Linked DNA regions of Sus scrofa: regions 2 and 3 are each linked to region 1. The links are chromatin contacts, called in public HiChIP or PLAC-seq maps. All regions are on one chromosome and are shown on one strand. Each heading gives the region's core, a stretch centred on a gene start, on an enhancer-like site or on the middle of the called end of the contact. The rest is flanking DNA. Distances are from core to core; before and after follow the strand shown. Region 1 overlaps MAML2 (mastermind-like protein 2). Region 2 overlaps MAML2 (mastermind-like protein 2). Region 3 overlaps MAML2 (mastermind-like protein 2).

Region 1 (3,641 bases), core at 795-3,294:
ATACAAATTATGGATCTCTAGCCTACAGGTATTACATTAGAAACCGGAATTGGGACTCAGCCCTCTGTCTTAACAAGCCTTCCAGGTGATTCTGATGTTCACTAAAGTTTGATAACTCCTTAGGGGGAAAAAAAAAATCCTGCTAAGTTGTAATGTGAAAACAAGCAGAAACAGGCTACATGACAATATATAATGATGTGAGGCCAATTTATTTGAAAAATATCTAGGTATATGCATGCCTAACTAAAATACTGGTAAATATCTTTAATTTTAATTTTAAAAAGTACAGTATTTTTTGTACAGATAGTAAATGTATAGATCGATTTGGTTCTCTTCTTGATAACTTTCTGTATTTTTACACATTTTCTATAAAAAAGTATGTATGATTTTTAAAGTAAGAAAGGTTATTTTAACAAAGTTCTTGCCCTTGGAGGTTTTGGGTGCTAGACATTTAGGGAAATATATTACCCAAGTTAAGTGAAGAGGAAAGTAGAAAGGGTGGGTAGGTTTTCCCCCTAATCAGTTCTGTGGGGAGTCTTACTGTTTTTAAACTAGAATTTGACATTTTTGGTACTCACTTTAGTTATGAAAGTGCCACGCTAGCTGTCTTAAAGCATCATACTTCAAAGATTAGACTTCTTTTGAGACCATGATGGGGTGGTTTTCTTCTTTTTCTATGTTGGGAGATAGGTGGCAGCTGCTGCTGATGATGCTGCTTCTTCCTCTTTCTCTTCCTCTTCTTCTTCTCCTTGTCCTTCTTCTTCCTCCTCTTCCCCTTCTTCTTCTTGTTCTTTTTCTTCTTCTTCCCCTTCCCCCCTCCTCTTCTTCTTTCTCTTCTTCCTCTTTCTTCTTTTTTTCTGTATCATGCCCAGGAATTTGTTGCACATTGGCTTGTGCAATTCTCTTGCTTTGGACGAGGTCCCTTTGGGGCTTTGTCACAATCTGTATCACTCTTTAAAAAAAATCAAAAGCATCTTATGTTCTTAGGAAATTCACATCAAGAGCTGAATAGCAAGAGTCTTGTTGGCCCAACCACTGGATCTATCAGGTGGCGTAAGCCTTTTGTTATGGGACAGCGTGACAGAGGGGAAAGGACAGGCCAGTTTCCTTATAACTAGTTCTATGGCCTGGGGCGAGTCTCCCGTGTTCTCTGGGTCTCCTTTTCTTCACCTTTAAACTGAAGGAGTTGACAAGATGATCTGTGAAGTCCCTCCCAGCTCTGAATTTCTGTGCTTTTGTGACTAGATTCACAGAGATAGAGTGACCCATAACCAGAAGGCAGTGTAATGCTCTTTGATCTGTCTCATGCAGTTTGGCTTTGTGAAAATGCTGGTGGTGTTTTCAAAAGCTGGAATAGCCTTTCATGGGCTTTTCTCCTGCTCTGGTGCTGACAATCTATTTTGAGGTAATACCTGAGCAATATTATCAATGAGAAATGGTGTCTAGCTTTCAGGACCTTTCCATTACGGCACAGAGGAGTTCAACAGCCTACACATAGAAATGGTCCTTCCTATAAATACAGAGGGAGAAGGTGGCCATATGGCACAGGTCACTGGAATCAGAACTATTTATCAGAGAAGACACAGTAGTTCTTTAGATCAATTAGGAGACGCAGAGTCTAGTCCTAGCTGTGACCTTGGCTAAAGCATGCTCTCTGCTTCTCTCAGCTTCCGCTTCCTTGTCTGAAATATTTCTGCTTGATCTCTAGTATTACTTCATTTCTGAAAAAAGAAAAGTGAGTTTCTGATAGAAAAAAATGAACATCGTGGTCCTAAAGACCGTTGTCCTACCTGAGGAAGTCCCCCAGGGAGTAGCTGTTCTAAAAAACAAAACTGTGGAGTTGCAAGAAAGGGCCCAGCCAGTCCCGCTGAGGTCGGAATCATTTCTATAGCATCTAGCTTTTTCTTGACAGGCAACAGGAGATGAACACATATGTTGTCTGGGGCTGGCACTTGCCACCTTTTGCTTGGGGTGAGAGAAGTGTGTACTTAAACTGCCAAGACAGCCCCAGGTCTGGGGAAGAGCTTTCTGCTCATCCTTTGAACTACAGAACATGTACTGTGCGTGCTGCACTGTCAAGGAAGCCCATGAAGCTTGCTTGGCATAGGAGTGAAGTGAGTAATGAACTTTTGGCTCCAGCCTGCATTCTAAAGCTCGGGTTTTGCAAAAGTTGCAAATCCCCAGAGGAAATGCTGGAGCACAGAAGGCCTGCATATCACGGATTACACTAATCCAGGCAGGAAGTGATAATGACATAGTTATACAAGCAGTGTTTTTCACGGCTAATTGGGAAGGATGGTCATTTAATTAAACTGTGCCAGACCTTGGGTTTTCGAGACCTGGACAGCCTAAGAGCCCTTCTTAGACGCTCGTGCTCAGGATGCTTAAGTCCAACTCTAAATTCTAAGAGGGTAGGGCCTTCAACTTTTTATTAACTTCTAATACCTAATAGCTAGTATAGTTCCTGGAACATGGCAGGTGCTGGACCTGGACAAGAAGAGTTTTGAGTATCTTATTATCTCCACAAAGTGCTTTGTTTTAAATCAAGTAGAGATGCCAAGACTTGACGCAATAAGCCTCCTGTGGATGCAAAAACAATCAGACCTGATTCTGCATGTTTGAAGGAAGAGGATGTGCTGATGACACATATACACGTAAAATAAAAAAATTAAAAATAAAAATTTAGATCGATAAAATAAAGAGAATGCCTCCATGACATTATGTACATAGCATTCAACTTGATTTTTCTTCTCTGTAACGAGACAGGGCTGGGGGTTCTGGGATATATTGTCGGGATTAAAGTGCTTCTTCAACTTTTTTGAACAAAGGCTTTTAAGAGCTTGCAGTGAATATGATGGCTGCCTAGTGTAGGAGAAGGGAGTGATGTATCAAGGGTCAGAAAAACTGGATTTCAGCCTCATGGTGCTGACACCAACCTGTAGTAAGATCCAACTTTCCTCATTTGCAAAAGAAAGGGTGTATATTGCAATGGTTTTATTTCCTCAACCAAAAATTATCGCATTTTTTATAATGTGGGGGATGTGAGGCAAACTGGATTATATCCTTTGGTAGCTAAAATATGGGAAGTTTGTGGACACATCGATGCTATCCAAACAGTGGAATGAAATACAATTGAACAGTAAAATAGGGGGAACAGTACCCGTTGAATAAACTTCAGGACATATGGATGCTGAACATGAAACAAAGCAGTCTTAAGTAAGTTATAACATAGACCTTCTGATTATGTTTTTATTGCCTTGAAATCTTCTTCAGAAGGGAAGTCAAAAATTTCAGTAACTTGAAGATGTCTGGAAGGTCAGCTTCCCATCAGCTTTTCTGCGTCTGAAGTGACCCTCTAGTTGGTCCTCTAACCTGCTCCCGTTCCCATCTGGTGGATTCCAAGACTCCTTTGTCTGTCTCAAAGAGTCAAAAAAAAAATGAGCCCATTAAGAGACTGTAAAAGATCCGGGCTGTTCTGCTCAAGGAATCATAGGACGCGGGAAACGAGATTTATGAGATGAGGTAATAGAAATACAAATAGCAATACATTTTAAAGGAACTTTTTCCTCAAATGCCCATTTCCTTTGTGATTGATTTGTGTGGGGGAGGCTGAGGAGATTGAATTCGCCCCACCTTCCCCA
Region 2 (3,426 bases), core at 577-3,076, 140 kb before region 1:
TGGCACCCATTTTCTTGCACATAGTAATTGTGCACTAAGTTGTTCATGGGACCAGCTGACCCACAATAGCCATTCTAATTTTTTTTTTTTTTTAACCTAGTTAGGCACCTGGGTCGGAGATCAAGTAGGATATAGACGTTATCAACTCTTGAGCCAAGAGTGATCCCAGGAATCAGAGAAGTATCCTGTTCTTGTGTGGGTACCAAGGGCATCTTGGGCCAACTGCCTTTTCTGCAGCCCATCCATGTCCCAACAGGGCTCATCTTTTTGGATCTGTTCTTGCAGGACACACAGTTTATCTTTTGTACTCAGTCTGTCTTCTTCAAAGGCCTATTACATAGTCATCATCATTAAGCCCTACTCCTGTCATGGCAGTCACTCCGAAGAGGAAAAGAAAACCGATCCCCTTATTTCCTTTATTTAAAAATTCTTAGATGCACCAAAAGGAACTATTAGAAGGATTGTCTCCATAGTTTTTTTTATTAGTATATACTTAGAACTCATGGAAAACTAGCTCCTACTAGCTCCTACGCCATGGACCATTTCCTAAGGAGAAATTGCCACTTTGCTATAGAGATAACTATAATTCTAGCAAGGTTAGCAAAGGATAGCATCAATTGTTCTTTGAGATCACTTGTACTTTGACATTGAAGCAGTTTCTACATTGGTAAATTATGTGATATTTCTATAAGATGAAATAATATACTTCTGCTTGAGGAAATAATTCAGGAACCCTGAGTAGAAAGTCTTCTCTCTCCTAGAGTATGTGTAAATCATATTATCTGCTCCACTGTTTCAAGGAGAGTATAGAAAACATCGTCTACACAATGTCAAAACTGCACGGATGGTCAGTGTTGACCAGAAGTCTGGTAAAAATGGGTCCTTGAATTCATTATAAATTGGCAGAGTCCTTTTAGAAAACATTTTGGCAGTTTCTTTCAAGAGCCACAATAATATCGGTACCCTTTGACTCAGTAATTTCATTTCTGGGAATCTCTCAGAGGAAAGAATCCAAAATATGGAAAAAGTGATATGCATGAAAATAATCATTGTAGAGTTATTTAAAATAATAATAATAATAATAAAACCCTTAGAAACATCCATATGTACAATAGGAACATAATTAAGTGAATTTTACCTGTGTAAAAATATGAATATGGAAAAACTTAGACAGTAATACATATAAATTCTAATGAAAGTATTAAGATGATACATATCCATAATCCATATATATTTTTTAGTTGCAAGCAATAGACATGAACTCTGGCTAATTTAGTCAATAAAATAATTGTTCGAGGGACATGGGGTTGTTTGTAGAATCCAGGAAAAGTCTGAATAAGCAAACCTTGGGGAGGGAAGGAATGAGGACAGCTCTGAGGCTTCAAGTAGCAGGAACTGAAAAATCCTGTCTCCAGGGTACCACCTTGGGGAGAATCAACTCTACCTGGTTTCTGTCCAAGAGTTATTCTTCCCAGCCTCCAGAGTTGATCTGTCTTGGATCATGTGCCCACTTCGTGACCAGGGGAAGAGGGCACCATGATTGACAGTCCAATCCCGATCAAATGCAGAAGGAGCGGAAGGATGGGTGGCTCTCCTTGGGAAATAGGGGGGAATGTGGTATACAGAGAAGAGGGAAGAATGGATGCTAAGCAGGCCAAAGCAACAGATGTACAGTACATAGTGGGGTTTTTTTCCTCTTCTCTTTATAATCCAAACTTTTTTTATACTTTTGAAATCAAATGATTTAAATCTCTATGTCTTAGACAGTCATTGTTGATAGAGGTGGAGACATTTCCCATTATACTATTGCACAACCTATGTTGAAAATCCTGACTGTATGAAGCAACATGGCATGAAAACACATCCGTATCTTCAACACTAAACTAATAGAAGTTATCTGGGAGTTCCTGTCGTGGCACAGTGGTTAACGAATCCGACTAGGAACCATGTAGTTGTGGGTTCGATCCCTGGCCTTGCTCAGTGGGTTAAGGATCCGGCGTTGCCGTGAGCTCTGGTGTAGATTGCAGACGCGGCTCGGATCCCGCATTGCTGTGGCTTTGGCGTAGGCTGGCGGCTACAGCTTCGATTCGACCCCTAGCCTGGGAACCTCCATATGCTGTGGGAGCGGCCCAAGAAATGGCAAAAAGACAAAAAGACAAAAAAAAAAAAAAAAAAAAAAAAAAAAAGAAGTTATCTTATCCTAATAAGTGGAAATCCTTGACAGGGCTTTGATGAGGATTAAATGAAGTAGTACATGAGAAAGTATTTTGCACAGTGACTAGCACACACCCAACAAAGTGCATATTAAACCCAAATAAAGGTAAAAGGTATGAAGAATGAGGTTGCAATAGCTCTTCAGTGTTTGTGTTGTAGGCAGGAAGCAATTACTAAGTTACCTATAGTGGGTGATTGTGACTGTAAAATGTGTCAATTATGATCCAATTTAGATTTTCTTTGCCAGCACTATTAATTTTTTTAAGTAAAAGTGTCAGCACCTGAATGTATTATCTGAGTATGAGTCCAAGAAGCACAATCCATAAAGTGGCTGATTAATTTTCCCAGTTTTGTGTTTACTAGGACATCTTCGACCATGGTATACGCACTTTACTTTAGAACAGGTAAAAGACGCAGCATGTAAGATGATAGGAATTTGTTGGCGTATATAAGCTCTAATGAAAAGCTCTGAGAAATATTTGGTCATATCAATTATGGGTCATACACAGGATATCAAGATAGTCATTCTGCTTTTAACACATGTCCGTGTGGACTGGGATTAGTTTGACCTCAAGGTCTCTAAGTTGAATGACTTTGCTCTGGAGTCTAACTACTGACCTAGTCAACAGGAGGGTACTCACAAACAGGGCTGGAACTAGAATAAGGGCATTGAGGTGCATAGGTGCAAAATTTAAGGATGCATTCACTCTAGGTCTTGCATTCACTGAGCGTGAGTGTCTTCATGAATTCTATGCCTCGCTCTAGTCCTAGCCCTGGTGACAGAAAAGCTGGCACATACGCGGATTCAGAATTCTTAATTTCTAGGAAAAAAAAGGAATCTATTTTTGACTGATCTCTCTCTTTCTGTGTTTGTCTTTCTGTCTTTCTCTTTCTCTCAATTTTTGCACAATAGATATAGGGTCCTACCAATACCCAGGACCCTTGGTCAGTTGGTATTAAAATCTTTTGTACCAAAGGATTCATTCAAAACCATGAGGCTAGTTATAATGTAAAATATTTAACATTTATTCAGTGCTTCCTATGAGCCAGGAGTGGGGCTAAGCCTATTACATTTCATCCTCCATACAATCCTCTGAGGGATCTTTTCCCGTTGTAAAGATCACCTCAGCTGAGGCATAGCAATTTTGGTAATGTGACCAGGATCTCAGAGTCAATAGCAGATCCAGGGCCTAATTTGTGAGTCTGCTGCAA
Region 3 (3,725 bases), core at 1,044-3,543, 160 kb before region 1:
CTGGATTATGCTTGACACCCAGTATTTGGCTCCGGTATCATCTCCTTGGAGACCCCTCCCTGGCTCCCCTAACTCTTGTTGACACACGTGCTTGATGTCCCTCTCTCCTCTTTCCCTGTCACCTTATCCCTTGGTAGAGGTTTTATTGTCTTCATAACTTCCATCACCGTCTGCGTTTATGTTGATTCCTCATTCATTTGTGCCTTTCCTATCTTTCCCCACTGGAACATAAGCCCCATGAGACCAGAGACCTTGTCAGTCTTGTTCACCACGCGCATCCCCAGCCCCTAGCAGTTCCTGGAACATTTTGGACCCACAATGAATATTCGTTGAGTGAATGACTAGATCAGTGGCTTTTAAACTAGAGATGTCTCACAAGTTTTTCAGGGATGGATGTAAGAAAGAGAGACAGAGATACATGTGGTGGGCCTCCAAGTTCCCCACCTCCTGTTTAATTATGTGTATGTTATGTATATGTGTTATATCTGTGTCGATATATATCAAGAGGTCTTTTTTGGCTGCATGTGAGGCATACAGAAGTTGCCAGGTCAGGAATCAAACCCACATCACAGCAGCAACTGGAGCCACGGCAGTGGCAATGCCGGATGCTGAACCTACTGACCCACACGGGAACTCACTATATATCACTAAGTTTCTAATGACACTAAAATATATAACGTTATATATAAAAACAGTAGTTTTTAATCACACTAAGGCATATATGTATGTATTGTGGATATCTATAGATATGGATATGGGATATGGATATGCCTTAGTGTGATTAAAAACATGACTCCATGTGCTACAACCATTTGAAACATACAGGGGCATGATGACCTTTTAAGATTGTTCCCAGATTGGAATTTCTGTCGTGGCTTAGCGAAAACAATCTGACTAGCATCCATGAGGATGCAGGTGCGATTCGTGGCCCCGCTCAGTGGGTTAAGGATCTGGCATTGCCATGAGCTGTGGTGTAGGTCGCAGATGCAGCTTGGGTCTGGCGTTGCTGTGACTGTGGTGTAGGCCGGCAGCTACAGCTCCGATTTGACCCCTAGCTTGGGAACTTCCATATGCCTCAGGTATGGCCCTAAAAAGACAAAAAAAAAAAAAAAAAAAAAGGAGCCCTAGAAATCAGACTCTCAGGGTATTAAAAAAAAAAAAGATTGTTTCCAGATTGAAATTCTAAAGCCCAATATCTCATGAATAGAAAATATTGGTGCAAGGAGGAGGATAATGGCATAGAAGTTACATACATTGAGTGCCTTGCTGTATGCTGGATCCTATGTCAGGCCTTTGGGCCACCTAGGAGAGGCAAAGTTCTTGTTGGATGATGTCTATATTTTAATGAGAAAGGGTGCACGGACAGAGAGTCAACAAACAAATGAAAGAATGAGATCAATTTAACTAGTGATAAATAATGTACAGTTCTTTGTTCCTTAAGGTGGCTGATTGGAGAATGATTTGGGTTCATTAAAATGAAGTAAACACTCTGAGAAGTGACACATGATAACCCTAAACAAACGGTTACCTTCAGAGCTAGAAGATGGTCTCCTTTGCCAGTGCTGCTCTGAGCCTGGACGGCTGCCTGCACAGTGGTCCAGGCTGTGTGCTGCTTTGGTTAGTCTGTGCAAGATGCTGGTTCTGATGCTTCTAAGGAGGAGGGTGGCCATGTCAGCATCTTCTGTTCCTTGAAGCTATTGTGATCATTTTGTTAGAAGTCATTGAGGCTTGAGAATGAAAGAGGAATGGCTGAAAGGCTTCTTTTGAGGAAAAGAAGAATATCATCTCTCTTTAGCCATAGAAACAGGAAAGAAAGGGTCAGGAGATGAGCACCTGGGCCAGAAGGAAGTGGAGGCATAGCAGGCTCTCTCAGGAGGCAGGCAGAAGTGGTAACTGGTTTGCAATAGTCATCATATCATCATCCTACAGGTATACAACCATTATTGTCCACACAGAAACCCCGTGTTGTAAATAAGGTGAGTGTAGCTTTTTTATACTATACAGAGCAGCTGAGAAATACTACTAATGTCTTTATTTTTGAATGGCAAATTTTCAGTTTATCGAATGTGTACACACAAGTTAACTCTGTTTATTCTCTGGGGTATTATTATACTCATTTTAGAGACTGGTAAGAGGCTTGAATTGGCCTATGCTAACTCTGCTAGTGTGTTGAGCCACTGTCCTGACCTCTGGGTTCTGCAAGGCACACAGCTGACAGAGTGGAGTAGCTGGGCCCCAAATGCACCACCGAATTTGCATCTAAGATGAGGACATAGAGTGTCTTGAGCTCCCAGAAGCACACCCACACATATTTTGAAGCAATGACTCTCCAAGAAAGAATGGAAATCATGAATGGAATGAGGATGTCAGACACCCAGGGCACATCAAATCTAGAAAAGGGAGGCTGGAAAAAGACAGTCTTGTGTTTTTTTTTTTTTTTAATTTTAAATTTTTAAAAAATTCATTAATTTGTAAGAATACAAGGCAAAGTGAGAAAACATTTTGAATTTATGAAAGCCTGCACTTTGCTACCTTTATTTCTTATGAGTCTAGTGAGTCAACCCGCAGGTCTGGGGAGAGAGGGCTCCAAGGTTGTTATGAAAAGAAACTTGATCCTGAATCAAAGAAGCAGATTCATCTCTGAAACCAAGATTGGTCTAAGTTTTTCTCCTTGCTGTTGCTTATTTTGGAATCAGATCTTAGATGGAGCTTAAGGGAGAGACCTGCTACTCTGCTGAAAAGTGATTTTGAATGCATTCAGATCCAGATTGAATGTATTTTTTTATGCTGATGGTGGGTGTTTTCTCATTACCTTGAAAAAAATATAGGGCTTCATAGTTGTTAAGATTTTTACTTCAAGGTGGAGAAGTGCCTTATTTATCTTTGTATTTCCATTGTCATAACAGTGTCAGACATCACATAAGCAAGTATTTGGTAAATGTTGAACTAAACTGTGGGGAGCATGCATTTTTAAAGGACCTCAACCCTTTATATTTCTATGGCTAAATGTTCTCTGCACCAGCTGTGAAACACTGATCTTTGAGGTATTCCTTTGGTCCAATATTTTTTAATCAGATTGATTAAATGTTTAACATGTCAGGTACTCTTCTAAGTGTTTTTGGAGTATCAACCCAAGTTTCCTCGTAATCACATTATCAAGTGGGTTGGTGTGATCTTATTTCCATTTGACAGATGAGGAAGTTGAGGTGTGAGATCTGCCAGGTCACTCAGTCAGATATGGTGGAGTTGGGTTTGAGCAGAGTGGATGATGCCACTGTCTGTGTGTCTAGTCATGGTTTCTGACTACCTCTAGAAGGTAATTACACATGCGATCTCAGACTGCAGCTCACACATGAGCCAAGCCTGAGTTTGAAAGCCATGTGCAGCAAGACATCTGAAAGTTAATAACAATTAAGACCAACTCATCCTCCAAAGTGCAGAGAGAATTCAGAATGAATGCCTACAGGTCACAGATTACTCTTTGAAACAGCTGCCATTCCCATATTTTTTAAGAGTTAGAAAGTGCTTGAACATGTAGGATCTGTGAGTGACAAATATGTTTCAACTTGCATCCCAGGGAAGGTTGGAAGTTGTCACCTGGTGGGCTGTATTGAGGATTCTAAGGAAATATCTAAGCTCTGTGGGAAAGCAGGCCATGGTAGTTCATTATTGATATCTACGGTGGGCAGAGAGAAGGCAACAAAGCTGATAAGTCATTGGAGTGG

Evidence for each region. HiChIP or PLAC-seq counts read pairs in DNA pulled down with a chosen protein or histone mark.
Region 2: a contact with region 1 is called in an H3K27ac HiChIP or PLAC-seq map of alveolar macrophages. The contact joins two enhancer-like sites. A contact is called at or near these places in 2 of 2 datasets of contacts at active chromatin or transcription factors (alveolar macrophages and skeletal muscle).
Region 3: an H3K27ac HiChIP or PLAC-seq map of alveolar macrophages shows a contact between it and region 1. The contact joins two enhancer-like sites. A contact is called at or near these places in 2 of 47 Hi-C or Micro-C datasets (alveolar macrophages and retroperitoneal adipose tissue) and 1 of 2 datasets of contacts at active chromatin or transcription factors (alveolar macrophages).

What each region holds. Positions count from the first base shown.
Region 1 is chr9:28,190,879-28,194,519 of Sscrofa11.1, reverse strand. The region is part of intron 1 of MAML2 (mastermind-like protein 2); the gene reads left to right. It overlaps LOC110262219 (a long non-coding RNA gene), which reads right to left. Exons shown (of 3, transcript XR_002346983.1): 3 at 1-3,641. Among named protein-coding and RNA genes, the nearest start is that of MAML2, 180 kb to the left of the region's middle. Within about 2 kb of position 2,044, at least 17 of the 83 cell types and tissues checked have an H3K27ac peak or open chromatin away from gene starts, as enhancers often do. A contact at or near this core is called in alveolar macrophages, where this site is marked.
Region 2 is chr9:28,327,776-28,331,201 of Sscrofa11.1, reverse strand. All of the region lies in intron 1 of MAML2 (mastermind-like protein 2), which reads left to right. Among named protein-coding and RNA genes, the nearest start is that of MAML2, 43 kb to the left of the region's middle. Within about 2 kb of position 1,826, at least 2 of the 83 cell types and tissues checked have an H3K27ac peak or open chromatin away from gene starts, as enhancers often do. A contact at or near this core is called in alveolar macrophages, where this site is marked.
Region 3 is chr9:28,353,284-28,357,008 of Sscrofa11.1, reverse strand. All of the region lies in intron 1 of MAML2 (mastermind-like protein 2), which reads left to right. Among named protein-coding and RNA genes, the nearest start is that of MAML2, 18 kb to the left of the region's middle. Within about 2 kb of position 2,293, at least 10 of the 83 cell types and tissues checked have an H3K27ac peak or open chromatin away from gene starts, as enhancers often do. A contact at or near this core is called in alveolar macrophages, where this site is marked.